2 separate regions of the Zea mays genome follow, and region 2 is linked to region 1. A link is a contact called in public Hi-C data. All regions are on one chromosome and are shown on one strand. The core of a region is the stretch at or near the end of the contact, and the rest is flanking DNA. Distances in the headings are between cores, read along the strand shown.

Region 1 (7,707 bases), core at 4,803-7,302:
TTTTAGCTGCAACCACTTCTTTCACATTACAATGCCACTTGTTTTCATATTGCAAGGTTGGCATGTTCTATAAAAGAATCAAATAAAAAACACCATGATCGAATCTCAATATTTTAAATGTAAAAACTAACTAGATCTGTTGGAAATAAATCTCAGGCGGTATTGTCATTTAAACTTTTTCATTAGTTTGACCTAAATGACTCTCTCTAATATTGTATAGGTCGTATTACTCCAATACTATGTAGATTATTAGCACCAGCGACAATGCGTGGAACCATCATCTCTGCATTGCTAGCATGTACTCCATAAGAAACCTCCATCTGTACAGACTCCAAACACGATTCAGCACTTAATTAGCGCAGTGGCTGTTTAATTTTAATCCACTCATTCAGGTAGCCAATGGTCAGAACAAAGCAACTACAGCTTACACCAACTTGATTCCCTTCCCTCCCCCCCAAAAAAAATCCAAACCAAATGATGAACAAGGTTGGCCTTGTCGACGCATTTCTCTCTCTTTTTTAGGGAGTTGTTAACAAGCGCATCTCCCTCATTGACATCTCCCTCATTGTCTGTAACTCCTACTTCAGATCGTTCTACCTTTTTTCCATGAACTAGCGTCACTACACTACCGCCATCTACTCCTTGCCCGTGCCCGTGCAGATGAGGTTCAGCTTCAGCGTGGCCTGCTGCTGCACTGCATCACTCGTAATGTTAATCAGAGACAAAGCAACATTTGGCTCTTGAGACCAGACAAAATAAAGGCAGGAGAAAGAGACGAGGATGCCGATCTGTTAGTTAATTAAAAAGCCATCAATCAAATCTCTTCGCCTCCCAGGTGATCATGCGTGTTTTGCCTAAGTTGGCATTGATTGAAGCAGTTAGCATGCGTGCGTGTTGATATGAATAGAGTATTTACTGAATGTCTTCGTATTTGTTGTCCAACTATATAGAGAGAACATCGACAAAGGAACTTGAAGCTCCGTAGTCGAAAGGATCTCTAGAAACGGCTAACTAAATTCTCCTAGGTAATAACAAGCTTCTCTTTTTTTAGATTTTCTTGTACTTCTCATGTACTTTTCAGATTTCATTGTAGTTCCCAAATAATTGCCAAGCAAGTTACACGTCTACTTGTATTTAACAGCAAGTTACATTACCCAACAAAATATGCATACTAAGGATTAAGTGGTATAAAGCATTGATTGAAGCAGTTAGCATGCATGCGTGTTGATATGAATAAAGTATTTACTGAATGCCTTTGTATTTGTTGTCCAACTATATAGAGAGAACATCGACAAAGGAACTTGAAGCTCCATAGGCGAAAGGATCTCTAGAAACGACTAACTAAATTCTCCTAGGTAATAACAAGCTTCTCTTTTTTAGATTTTCTTGTACTTTTCATGCACTTTTCAGATTTCATTGTAGTTCCAAAATAATTGCCAAGCAAGTTACACGACTACTTGTATTTAACGGCAAGTTACATTACCCAATAAAATATGCATACTAAGGATTAAGTGGTATAAAGCATTAATTGAAGCAGTTAGCATGCATGCGTGTTGATATGAATAGAGTATTTACTGAATGTCTTCGTATTTGTTGTCCAACTATATAGAGAGAACATCGACAAAGGAACTTGAAGCTCCGTAGGCGAAAGGATCTCTAGAAACGACTAACTAAATTCTCCTAGGTAAAAACAAGCTTCTCTTTTTTAGATTTTCTTGTACTTTTCATGCACTTTTTAGATTTCATTGTAGTTCCAAAATAATTGCCAAGCAAGTTACACGACTACTTGTATTTAACAACAAGTTACATTACCCAACAAAATATGCATACTAAGGATTAAGTGGTATAAAGTTTTCTAAAACCAAGGTTGGCTGGAAGAAAATATCCATGATTAGAAAAAATAGACAACAAACAACCTGCCATAGGGATTCAAATTTCAAACAAATGAGAAAAATAGAAAGACTACAGTCTTTGGATATGTGTATTTGGATCTAATCTAATTGCAAGTGTATATGTGCCTACTGTCTTTGGATATTTGTTTTTCAATAGTTACATCCTCTTTACTGTATGTGCCCATGTTTTCCGAGTTCCGCCTCGTTCATTGCTTAGCATGTGTAATACTTCACTTGTAGTCGCTCTATATTTCTGGTGCCACTGTCTCATTGGTCCATTTGCTCAATGACCGTGACTAGAGGGACTTGTTTATTTATCTCTTAGAGAGGAAGAATTACAGGCGAAATGTCATTGCTCGTTTGCTACGGATGGTTTTTCGATAAGAAACCCAAAATTGTTAGGTCTATTCTGGCAAGAAAATGCCATATATTGAAGGAGTTTTCAGAGGTAAATTTTCTAAGAGCTAAAACTGTTATATTTTATTTGTTACTCAAATACATCTTGTTTTGCTTTATTTATATGCCCAAATATGTTGCCATAAAACTATATAAAATAGGGCCCTAACTCGACATTCTCAATTTGAACTTGTGTTGTCTATAAGGACTATTATGTTGTAAATGGCATATCTTTCACCCTATTTTAGTGTCTCTATCATGTAAATTTGCTAACATTGTATGGAAATTAGTAACACACTGTTGTGAACAAAAAGGAAACCAAAATAGTGTTTCCGTGATAATTACATCATATTAGTCTCTCAGCCTATTTTTAATTGTATCTAGGTACGACCTATATCTCTGAATGTTGTGTGGGCATGTAGTGCTGGAGTTTTGTCTTGAAACTTCTTGCAATTATTTACGTATGTCTATGTTTGTCTGCTTACTTAAGTCTCTAGCAAAATCAATAAGGCACTTTTGTCCTGAGCGTGCTTTGTTGCTCCATTTTCTTGACTGCTTTAGTAGTCCCTCAGTCAAGTTAAGTACTTAAGTGTGATATTTTATATTCCCTATTGAACGGTTGCCATGTAACAAGAATTAGTTGAGATGCTATTTGGGGCAGCTTTCATTGCTTACAATTTACATGCCCCTATGACTATCTGCAAGAAATCCAAAGAGGATAATGCAGTGGTTTGGCCACTTTGGCACTTTGCTGTTACTGGGGAATCCACACATAGAAAGGGAGCTAAGGCACTTTCTGAGTTTGCATTTGTAAATCATGGCAGCTGCCAGATAGAATTCGAGTGAAAAGGCAAGTATGGATAATATCTTGTTGTAGTTGCTACCAAGCCTCACTATTTTCGTGATCTGATGTTCTCCGGGTCATGGATAATTTCTTGGAGTATGTCAGATTTCTGGTCTGCTGATGAGCTTGGTAATTCTATTAAAATGGTGAAATACCAATGGAGAATATTTTGTAGATCAATTTTTATACTTCATGTACCAGGAGAACTCCTAATACGCATGACATGTGATTGATTTTTTATGGATGAGCAGTTCTCTTATCTTTTGCCAACCACATGGATGAGGAAAGGCTTCTTGATTTCTTAAAATCTTTAGGCAAGCTCATCAATCCTACTATGCAGTGGAAGGAATTGGCATTCCCATGTTGTTGTCTCTTGACGATCTTGTCTTTTTGAACCGTGTCGTTGCCAAGGGTAGACAACTTTGATGGCTCATGAATGACAAAGAACACAGGAAGAATGATGGCAAATGAAAGAACTTTTGAAGGGCATAAACCATTTTACTGATGCTGATCATTTTGCTCTCATGAATGAACTTATGCTTATGTTATCTAAATATCTAAACTATGATGATCTATGAAAGATCATTCTTAATTTTGTCATTAACTTTTCTTGTTAAATCTTATATAATATACTATCCTTTTATGGAGTCAACGTGTTTTTTGAGATGTTGATTAATATTCACTACATATTTATCATTGTTTATTTTTATCAATGACAAAGCATGGATACAATCTAATCTTATATATCTTTTAAGGTATGTAAACATCTACTTTTAACAGGCAGTACGACGCTTGCATAATGTTCCCCGGTATCATCAGGAAGTATTAACTTGAATGGTAAACTCATTGTCAAAGTTAGAAGACCTGGTGGTGAGACTGCCATGTCTAACATACTTCACTTAGTCGAAGAAGCCCAGACAAGGGTGGTCCCTGTTCAACGATTGGCGGATAGGGTATAGTATGTGAACTGATTCCTACATTTATGAAAGTTTAGAGGTATGATATTCAAAGCATTACATCTTTGTCCTGTTACTATCTCAACCATCTCTGTGTGATTGGAATAGTATATTTAGTACATTTATCATGGCCAACATGAATCATGGGTTCTGTAGAGCTTTTTTACTTCTGTAGAATTTTTTTACAGACCAAGTGAACATGGGTGATTAGTTACTTCATATAAATGTTTTACCCTTCGGTATGGTTAATATTTAAAATGGCTTATTTTAGTTGGAGCACTTCTTCCTGTCTTCATACACTTGGTGCATTTCATTATATATTAATTTTCTATTAATGATATTGCACGCGAACAATAAGTTATACATTCTCCCATTATGAGAACAAGGAAATAAATTCTGTGCATTAAATTGTGGGCTTTCTTAAAACTATGGTGTTGTTGTAATGGAGGAAACTTACATGCTTATGTGTTTTGCAGTTGTGTTCAAATATGGAACTGGTTTGACCTTCTGGTCTGATCCGATCCTTGGACTTCTTCTGTTCCTACTTGATGCATGTTCAACTCGAATTTTAGACTTTTTAGGATTTGAAAACAATTTTGCTATGTGTTCATCTTCAGTTTTGAGTGATCAGTAATGCTGAAGATTCAAAAAAATATAAAATTTCTTCTTTTCTTGAGTAAACCTACATACTATAAACTTGTACTGATATGTTTTTATCATTGGAATAGCCTGGTTTGCCGCTCTTGCAACAATATCTGTCTCAGTTTGAGAAATTAGTTATGGAGCTCATGCCAAAATTGGGAGAACACTTTGTTGAATAAATGATAAACCCAAGCATGTATGGAAGCCGGTGGTTTATCACAGTTTTCTCATGTTCCTTCCCATTTCATCTAACTCTTAGAGTTTTGGAAGCAAGATATTTGGATGCTCTGCTTTTTCTGTAGCTGATCCTACATCTTGTATAGTCTAACATTTCGTTCTTTCTTGGACCATCCGTTTATTTAACGGAGGATAGGAGTGGACAGAGACTTCTCGGATTAGAATATGTTTGAATAACTATTCTATTAAAAAAGGTCTACTTGTGATATATAAAAATTGTAGCAACACACAATTATCTAACTATATTTATATTTTTTGAGGTATGTAAACATTCCCTTTTAGTGATGCTAATAAAAAGTGTCGAATAACAATTAGTGTTTTTGTATATCAATATATTTTATTATAGTGCTTTCTTATCTTAATGTATCTTAGCATTATATGTTGGCCCCGTAGCAACGCACGAGCATACACCTAGTATACAATATATTCGAATGGACCACGGTGCTAGTGGCCTAGTGGGCCAGCCCAACGCGGTTAGCCGACCTAGCGAAGTGCCTGGGCCTGCTCGACATGACCCAATTAATAAGTCAGGTCTAGCAGGCCATGCCCATGACGGGTTGTACCAGGCCGAGCCGGCCCGTTAGGCCATCTATATGCATAGCCTATTAAAAATGTTGAACTAAACTCTAAAATAGATGTTTCTTATAATTTTAAATCTTGTTTGCACAAATTATATTGATTTGATATAATCAATTTAAATTTTCCTTTAAATATTGCACTTTCTGATGAGTATGGTTTATCCGTGGGAATAAATTTCCCGACGGGACATAGACAAGAGAAAAAAACTCTCCGTGAGTATTTGTGGGACGAAGATAAAGTTTTTTTATCAGGACGCGAATGAGGAGCTATTTCGCAATGAGAAATTTTATGTTGCCATTCCTATTTCGTAGCGCCATCTATCCGGGCCGGGCTCGCGAAAAGGCCCAACTTACTTACAGTTGCACGTGTACTGGTCTACTGGATGATACGCATACGGCCCGAGAGCCGTACATACACACCGACACTGATTATTATTAATTAAATTAAATAAGTAAATAAAATAAAAAATAATTATAAAAAACGCGCCGCGTCCAGGTCCAGGCGTGCGTCTCCTCTCGCGTCCCCGTCTTCCTCTTGTGATCTTGTCGCCTGCCTCTGCGGCTCTGCCTGCCTCTCTCGAAGCTTCTCGCGTCTCCTGGGTGGCCGTGTCCAGTCTCCCACGCCACCGCCCCGACCGCCGGTAACTTCCGCCGCCACTCCTCATCTCCTCCCTCCCTCCCTCTGCTGCCTGCTACCGCACGGCTGGGTTCCTCCTGCACCTACAGATTGACTAGCACTAGGACTAGAGTAAGTCAGATCAGACCGTCCCCGGATCCCTTGGGTACTCCGCCCGATTCCGGTTCCGCACTTCCGCCCATCGGATGCGCCTGGGCTGGGCAGGCACCAGCTGCTACGTTAGCTTACTTATTATTTGTTACTACTATACTAACCAGATCGATCGCCTCGGCTGTTGTTTTTCCTCGATCCCTGCCGCGACGTCGTATCCTCGACAGGAATGGGATGAGAATATGGGATTTGTTTTGGGGGGGGGGGGGGGGGGGGGGAGGGTCAGCAGACTGTCATGTAGTCCTGGATAGATGGCAGGTGGGGGCATCTCTGCCTACAAAAAAGGACAAACGTGCAGGCCAAGCGGCAGAATCAGTTGAAGAATTGAAATCTCTACTTCACATTTACTGTTCATCTTCTTCCTCTCATGTACCCGGATCCTCTTTCTAGTACCTTTAGGTGCTACTCTGAATTTGTCCAGAAACATATGCGCAGTGTTCCTCTCGCTATTGGTTTGAGTTCGTGAGACGAGTGTTGCTAACATTTGGTATTAGACTAGTTGCAATCCTGGACGATCTACCTCCACCATGGATGCGATGATGCAGCGCCTGCTCGATGAAATGGCGCTGATGGAGGCTCGTATCACCGATGCAATTGAGGGGCGTTCCTCGCTCTCTGATACGTAGGCCACGGTCGGCAACCGCGGCCGCAACTTCCCCGAGAGCGTCGTCGCAGACCTCGCTGTCGACCACCTCTTCGGTGGGGTGTTCGGCTTGGACAACCTCACCCCCATGGCCGCCCAGGATCCCTCTGCCGAGGAGGCCCCGCAGTCGCAAGCGGAGATGGTGGCATCGTCCGAGTTAGAGCCTGTGACTCCTCCTCCCATTGTCTACGAGTTGTACCACCCGCTCTGCCCGGCAGCCCACCGCGTCTGCTGCGCCACCGCCACCGCCACCGCCGTCCTTTTCCCCGCGGTCACTACCAAGCACCAACATACGACGGATGAGAACATCTACGAGGAGGCGGCGCGGTACCCGGCCCTGAAGTAGGGCCTCTCGGTGTGGTACGGGCCCTTCCCACTAGTCCTGACCGGCGACCTAGCGAGTGCTACTCCTTGGATGAGATCGTGTACCACTCCAGCTCGGGGGGGCCTCCTCGACGTGCGGCATGACATGGAGGCACTGCCCCGCTTCTCGGCCGCCTACTGGCGTGACCTCTTTGACTACTGCCACGAGTGCTCACGACACCACTTCCTCCTGGACCACATGGCCCTGGGCTACTTCCCCTACACCGAGCTTGCCACCGTGCCCACCAAGTGTTCGATGCTGGTCCTCAACCGTGGTGCCTACTTCGTCCCCAACCCTCCTCTTAAAGCATCTGCCGACGAAGGGGGCAACCTTCAATCGCAACATTCCACCAACGCGCAGCTGCTCGA
Region 2 (6,797 bases), core at 2,287-4,786, 250 kb before region 1:
GACTCGTCCTCTGAGCTACTTTGATCGCATTCTACTATATGTACGTTATGACGAATTACTTTAGCAGTTTCTTTGCTTCGGCTTTCACAAGCCGAAGCTCTCTGGTGTAACTGTGCTAGTGTAAAAAATTGGATGCCTTCTAATCTTTCTTTTAAATAATATCGTAGACCATTAAAGGCTAATCATGCTAGCTGTTTCTCTGCTAAATGAATTTGGAAGCATCGGTTTCTTGTATCTCGGAATCTCTGGATGTAATCATTAACCGATTCATCTTTTGCTTGTCGTAATGACACTAAATCTACCAAATCCAACTCATAGTCACCGGAGAAAAAATGATCATGAAATTTTTGTTCTAGATCCCCCCATGATGAAATGGAATTAGGAGGTAAAGTGGCGTACCACGCAAATGCAGTTCCTGTTAAAGATAATGAAAATAAACGTATGCGAAATGCCTCTGTGTCGGCCAACTCTCCTAATTGTGCTAAAAATTGGCCTACGTGTTCACGTGTGTTCTTTCCTTGATCACCCGAAAATTTTGTGAATTCGGGTATCCTGGTTCCCTGTGGGTATGGGTGGTGATCAAATCGGCTGTCATAAGGTTTCCGATATGATTGCCCCCCAGGGACCATGCTTACTCCGAGCTTATCTCGAAACGCCCCGGCTATTTCTTCCCTTACTATATCAATGGCAGCCGGTGCGAGACCACCGGCTCTCTGGTCAAACATAGGTGGGGTTGGCTGGATATTAGCATGTTGTCTTTCCCCCCATTGGTTTGAGTTACGTGGTTCATTTTCATTTGCCCTATATGGGTCATAGGTTTGATCGTTTCTTTCCGGCCTCCTGGGTGGGGCCGGAAAGCTTTCCTGAGCTCTAGATCTTGAATTAATGGGCTGGCGCATTGCATAGTGTGATGGGAAGTGTTGCTGGGACGGGTGAGGATTCAGGTAATAATCCTCCTCAAAAGATTCATGCGCGGGCTGTCCGGATATGTACCCGGACCGTCCGTGGTTATATGCGGACCGTCCGTCGTTGTATGCGGACCGTCCGACTGGGTAGTTTGGGTTCTGTGCCGTGTGTGGTGGTTCGGGCGCATATCTAGATAACTCATTAAAAATAGGTCCGACTGTTGTTGGTCCGGACGGTCCGCGCTCACGTGCGGACGGTCCGGGCATGTGCAGATCGGCTAATTTGCTGCCGATTTGCGGTTGCTCAGGGTACGTGTCCATCGGCATCCCATAAAGGGGTTGTGACTGGTCGTGACAACCTACAGCCGATGTATTACGCGTGTTACCCCCTAATTCTACCTCGTGTGATGGAAAATTTACAATGCTAGATTTGTCAAATGCACGCGCTAATCTCCTATAGTCGTTTTGCATATTCCCTATGATGTTTTGCATTTGCTCACGCTGTTCATCTACATAATTCTTAAGAGATTGCAGCTCGTTTGTATTACTTACATTGGGGATATCTGGCGTGGGTTGGAGCGAAGCCGGATCCGTCGCCCGATGTCGGACGACCTTGTTGTTCCTGTCCACTTTGAAGTTGGCCAAGAATTTTGCTTTTGCCTCCTGGATCATACGCTCCTTGTGCTCCTCGAATTGGAGCTGTTCGTCAGCCGGCAAGGTCTCCCAAGTCGGCTCTATGATGTTGCTTGGGGAAATATCAGAGTTATCTCTTGAACCGGCCATTGAGGGCCGATTTGATGCGTCTATATTTGCTGTCCCCAGCGGAGTCGCCAAAAAGTATGTTGACACCTTTTTGGAGGCGTCAATTACTCAATAGAACCAGCGGCGGTGCTCTCTAGTCAGGCGCGGACGGTCCGCGGCCCAGGGCCGGACGGTCCGCGACCTAGCGCGAGGCGGCGGTGCTCTCTAGTCAGGCGCGGACGGTCCGCGGCACAGGGCCGGACGGTCCGCGACCTGGTGCAGGAGCTCGGGTTCCCTGCTTGACGACCGGACGGTCCGCGCGTGCGCAGGGGCGGCGGAAGATCGCCGGCGGCGCCTGGATCTCGCTCCCGGGAGGGACCCCGTCGGGGAGGAGAGATCCTAGGAGTTGTCTAGGCTCGGGTAGACCGACCTAGACTACTCTAATCGATGTAGAGTCGAGGAGAGGCGGAGAATTTGGGGATTGGATAGCTAAACCTAAACTAGACTAGAACTACTCCTAGGATAAAATGCGAAATAGAAGTTGTATTGATTCGATTGATAATTACAAATCGGCCGTAGACCTCTCTATTTATAGAGGAGGGGGGCTGGACACTTTACACAACTGATTCCGAGCTAATTCCGCGAATATAGCTAACAACCGTAGCACAAAACTCGGAACCCTAATCTGTTCTGCGCACGCGCGGACCGTCCGGCCTCAGGACCGGACCGTCCGCTTGCTCATTTCTGGTTCGAACAAGTCCGTATCAATTTCTATTTCTACTATTTCAACCGTGTTTTTTTACCTATAGATTGTTTTGTAGCTGCGGCTTTTAATATGAAGCGATGCTTTGCTTCCAACGTGGCGACGGCGACGGCGCACTAGTTAACGCCTGCCTGCCAACCGTATATCGCTGATCGGACGGTCGCCAACTAATAACGTCAGGTCATATCAGCGTCAACTGTGACAAGTACCAAACTAGTGGAGTATATTTTGGCAGCGCAAAGCATTCCAAGACTAGGCTAGTTTGGATCGTTCAAATTCAATTCGCTGCATTGCATGCATATATATATATATATAAAATCGTCAGGAACGAATTGATTGCTTATATTATATATCTACAAGAATATTGTTGTATTTATATATCCTGCTCCTGCAGCTGCTGCTGGCATTCTCTTGGATCGTGATCGCATGGTTAATAGCGCTTTCGTTCTGTTTCAAATTCAGTCCGTTCCCTTCCCAGTCAAGTCAACAAGACCCGCACGTTCTTCTCTCCATTCCTCAGAGATGCCCGCGCGGGCTACGGCCCGCTACGCCATGAGCGAGGCGAGCACCTGCAGGTCGAAGGAGCCGCCGGACGCGGCGTAGACCTGGCGCAGCGCCAGGGCGCGGCGGGCAGCGTAGAGGCGGCGGGCGAGCGCGCCGGCCTCGGCGCGCAGGCGGGCGTTGGCGAGGCGGGCGAGCGCGGCGCGGGCCTGCGCGCCGCCGAGCCGCGCGGCCAGGTCGCGGTTGCCGGCGCGCAGGCGGGCGGCGCGCCCGCGGAGCTCCTCCAGGTGCCGCTGCTTGCGCGCGCGGGACCGCCGCGCCGACTCGCGGTTCGAGATCCTGCGGCGGAGCCGCCGCCGCCGCTCCGCCAGCTCGTTCTCGTCGGCGGCGGCTGCTTCAGGTCCCGCGGACGTCAGCGACGCCGACGCGTCGTGCTCCGGCGGCGTGGCTGAGGTGGTCGCGTCCGTGGGCGACGCCGACGCCGACGCGGGTGTGGTGGGTTCGTCAGGTCCGAGGAGGCCGAAGCCGATGTCGGAGAGGAGAGCCTCGAGGTCGAGGGTGGGGTCCCACTCCGACAGCGTGGGGAACTGCTGCTGCTGGTGGGCCATGGAAGCAGGGCAGGGGCAGAATGGTAATTAGCAGCGTGTCGGAGGGGCTCGAGTGGCGGGAGAGGGAAAAGGGAGGGAACAATTGTATGGAAGCCTCTATTTATAGCCGGCCGGGGTGCCGTGCCGGGCAGACCGATCTTTCTTTTTCTCTCTTTTTTTAAATAAATAAATTAATAATAGTTTTTGACTGGGAAAAAAGGCAGCTTTATTTCGCATCAACAGGTGGGCTGTTGTGGGGCACACAACTTTGCGGCATAGTGCTATATACTATGAACCGGCCGTAGCGGTAGGTTCTCTAAATTAAACCAGGGGAGGAAAAGTCAAAAAAAAAAGAAATTGAATTTTGGTTTTTATAAGGGTTGGTCAAATAAAGAGTTTAGTGTTTGAAGAGGTGAAAAAAACTAATTAGAGCATCTCCAAGAGACACTCCATTTTCGACTCTCTATATGACACTCTATTTACCTCTTCATAAAGATTACATTCTATACGTAGCATCTCACTTCAACAGACTCTCTATTTAGTTTGGCTAGTCAGCGGCTAGTCAAATTTGGCTAGAGAGGGAGCCAATTTGAAGAGCCGGATAGCTTGGCAAGTTGGATGACTAGTCTGTTCGAGAGTTATTTTGCTATTGAGTAGCCAAAATTTGGCTTGCCGAGCCATTTAACTAATCTCTTGAAGATGCTCAGCTAGTGCATCATTCTCAAGACACATGGTGTCGGCGTTTCGACCCCGGGGGGTCCTTGGACCGTCGAGTAAATTGTCGCTACGTGTCCCAACCCAGATGGGTCGGCGCGAGACGGAACACAAGGGGGGAAAAGGGAACCGCGGCTTCGTGTTGTCCTACGCCCAGGGCGGATGCGCTTGCAGTAGGGGGTTACAAGCGTTCGCGAGAGAGGGAGAGAGCCTGTTCGTCAGCCCGTCCTCCCGCGCGGCCACCTTTTCGTACGAGGGCCCTGGACCTTCCTTTTATAGATGTAAGGAGATGGTCTAGGTGTACAATGGGGGGTGTAACAATATGCTAACGTGTCCGGCATAGAGGAGCCAGAGCCCTATTTACATGCCAACGTGGCTGTCGGAGAGGTGTTAGTGCCATGTGCATGTGATGTCGTGGCCGTCGGAGGAGCGCTTGAGCCCTGTAGAAGCACAACTGTCGGGGGCTGTCGGGACCTTGTTGACATCTCCTTGCTTCCGTAGGGGGCTGAGAACCGCCGTCGTCATGGGAGCACGCGGGGTGCCATCATTACTTGTTTACCGGGGCGAGCCAGATGGGATGCCGGTCTTGTTCCCCGTAGCCTGAGCTAGCTAGGGGTAGGGTAATGATGTACCCCCCTGTAACGTGGTCGGTCCGAGCCCAAGGTCGGGCGAGGCGGTGACTCCTCCGAGGTCGAGGTTGAGGCCGAGCCCTGGGGTCGGGCGAGGCGGAGACCGTCTTCCGAGGTCGAGGTTGAGTCTGAGCCCTGGGGTCGGGCGAGGCGGAGACCGTCTTCCGAGGTCGAGGTTAAGTCCGAGCCCTGGGTCGAGCGAGGCGGAGACTGTCTTCCGAGGTCGAGGCGGGGGCCGAGCCCTGGGGTCGGGCGAGGCGGAGCTTCCTATGGCGCCTGAGGCTGGACTCGGCTGCTGTCAGTCTCACCCTGGCGGGTGGCACAACAGTCGAAGCAGGGCAGGCGGCGATGTTTTCCTGTCAGGTCAGGCAGTGGAGGGGCGAAGTGACTGCGGTCATTTTGGCCCTGCCGACTGAGGAACGCGCGTCAGGATAAGGTGTCAGGCGATCCTTGCATTGAATGCTCCTGCGATACGGTCGGTTGGCGAGGCGATCTGGCCGAGGTTGCTTCACTGCGAAGCCTGCCCGAGCTGGGCCTCGGGCGAGTCGAAGGTGCGCCCGTTGCTTGAGGAGGTCCTCGGGCGAGGCGTGAATCCGCCTGGGTCTACTGTTCCTGTCCGAGGCTGGGCTCGGGCGAGGCGAGATCGTGTCCCTTGAGTGGACGGAGCCTTGACCTGAATTGCGCCCATCAGGCTTTTGCAGTTTGTGTTGATGGTGATTACCAGCCGAGTTTAGGAGTCTTGGGGGTACCCCTAATTATGGTCGCCGACACACGGAATAAACTGTTTGTTCGTAGAGATCGCCTAGCTAAGCTAGCTACGTAGGTCATGAAACGGTCAAAACTAACGTGCTAATTCAAAGGGAGCTTTAATTTTTTTTCTTCTTCATAGGTCTAATTAATGATAATGAAGAGAGGAAGAACATATGCCGAGCAATTCCACAGAGGATGTATGCATGCAGATTAAGGCCGGCTAGGTGACAGGCGGCAACCTTAGTCACTAAGGAAAAGGTGAACGGCCGGCGAGAGCTAGTAGCTACTACCTGGGCTAGCTTGGTGACGTGTAGTAGTATCTTTCTTCTTACCTAATTAACCAACCTTATTAGTCACGCAGACCATGCATGTTACCACCACTATACTTTGCAGACAACAGCAGGAAAGTGATTGTCACCGATTGATGGGTCATCGAGCTAGCTACTATACGTATTGCATTGGTGGTCACCTTTCTTTATTTCATAGATATTTCAGCCCAAAAGCAAGACAAAGCAACTCAGTGTTTTTGTCTATACGGTGGATTGTAACTATAGCATACCAGTGGTCTAAACAGTCGGCTCTAATCCGAAGCGAGCGACCTCATAATTCATATGATCATTATTATTAGGCCACTGAAAGCTACCGGTATAGGTAGGTGTTACATGTTATTCAAAGACGCAGGGCGGGCCGGCCGGACTGCCTGCATCGTCATGCTGCACAGCAGTAGAAAAATATCTGCATGCTCAGCCACCGGAAGATGGATGCAGTGACGTAGATAGATTTTTTTTATGATGTATGCCATTAAAATTTTTTTATAAATAATTTAATATAATATATAATAATTTATTATATAGTTCAAAATATAAAGATAAAAATAGCATATAACACTATAGATTTAACATTTAAGTTTATAAATGTATATATTAGAATGTAAATATAATATATGTCAGTATTTTCTATATAGATCTTGGTGGACGGGTGATCCGGTGGACCGGCTTAGGATATACCGTGGCCCACCCGGACCATCCACTGTCTACACCACTGGATGGATGAATCCAAGGTCGTCGTCGTCGTCGTCATCGTCATCATCAAGGTCACCATATATACCTCCGTAATAAAATATATAAAGTCGCAATTTGCAAGTAATCTAATGTACCTAGCTTTAGTTTAGTTTACTAGCATTACTGCGTTAGTTTTAATCGTAGAC

Evidence for each region. Hi-C and Micro-C count contacts between places; a contact is called where the count stands out from the background.
Region 2: a contact with region 1 is called in a Hi-C map of bundle sheath, with 2.1 times the contacts expected there. The contact joins the enhancer-like site here to the promoter of LOC100283782 in region 1. A contact is called at or near these places in 3 of 25 Hi-C or Micro-C datasets (bundle sheath, leaf and tassel).

Annotation. Positions count from the first base shown.
Region 1 is chr1:183,687,316-183,695,022 of Zm-B73-REFERENCE-NAM-5.0, reverse strand. It overlaps LOC100283782 (RING finger protein 5), which reads left to right and starts at 6,052. Exons shown (of 2, transcript NM_001156681.2): 1 at 6,052-6,186. It also overlaps the pseudogene LOC103645097.
Region 2 is chr1:183,931,425-183,938,221 of Zm-B73-REFERENCE-NAM-5.0, reverse strand. No RefSeq gene overlaps it. Among protein-coding and RNA genes, the nearest start is that of LOC100277063, 24 kb to the left of the region's middle. Within about 2 kb of position 3,536, at least 16 of the 20 cell types and tissues checked have an H3K27ac peak or open chromatin away from gene starts, as enhancers often do. A contact at or near this core is called in bundle sheath, leaf and tassel, where this site is marked.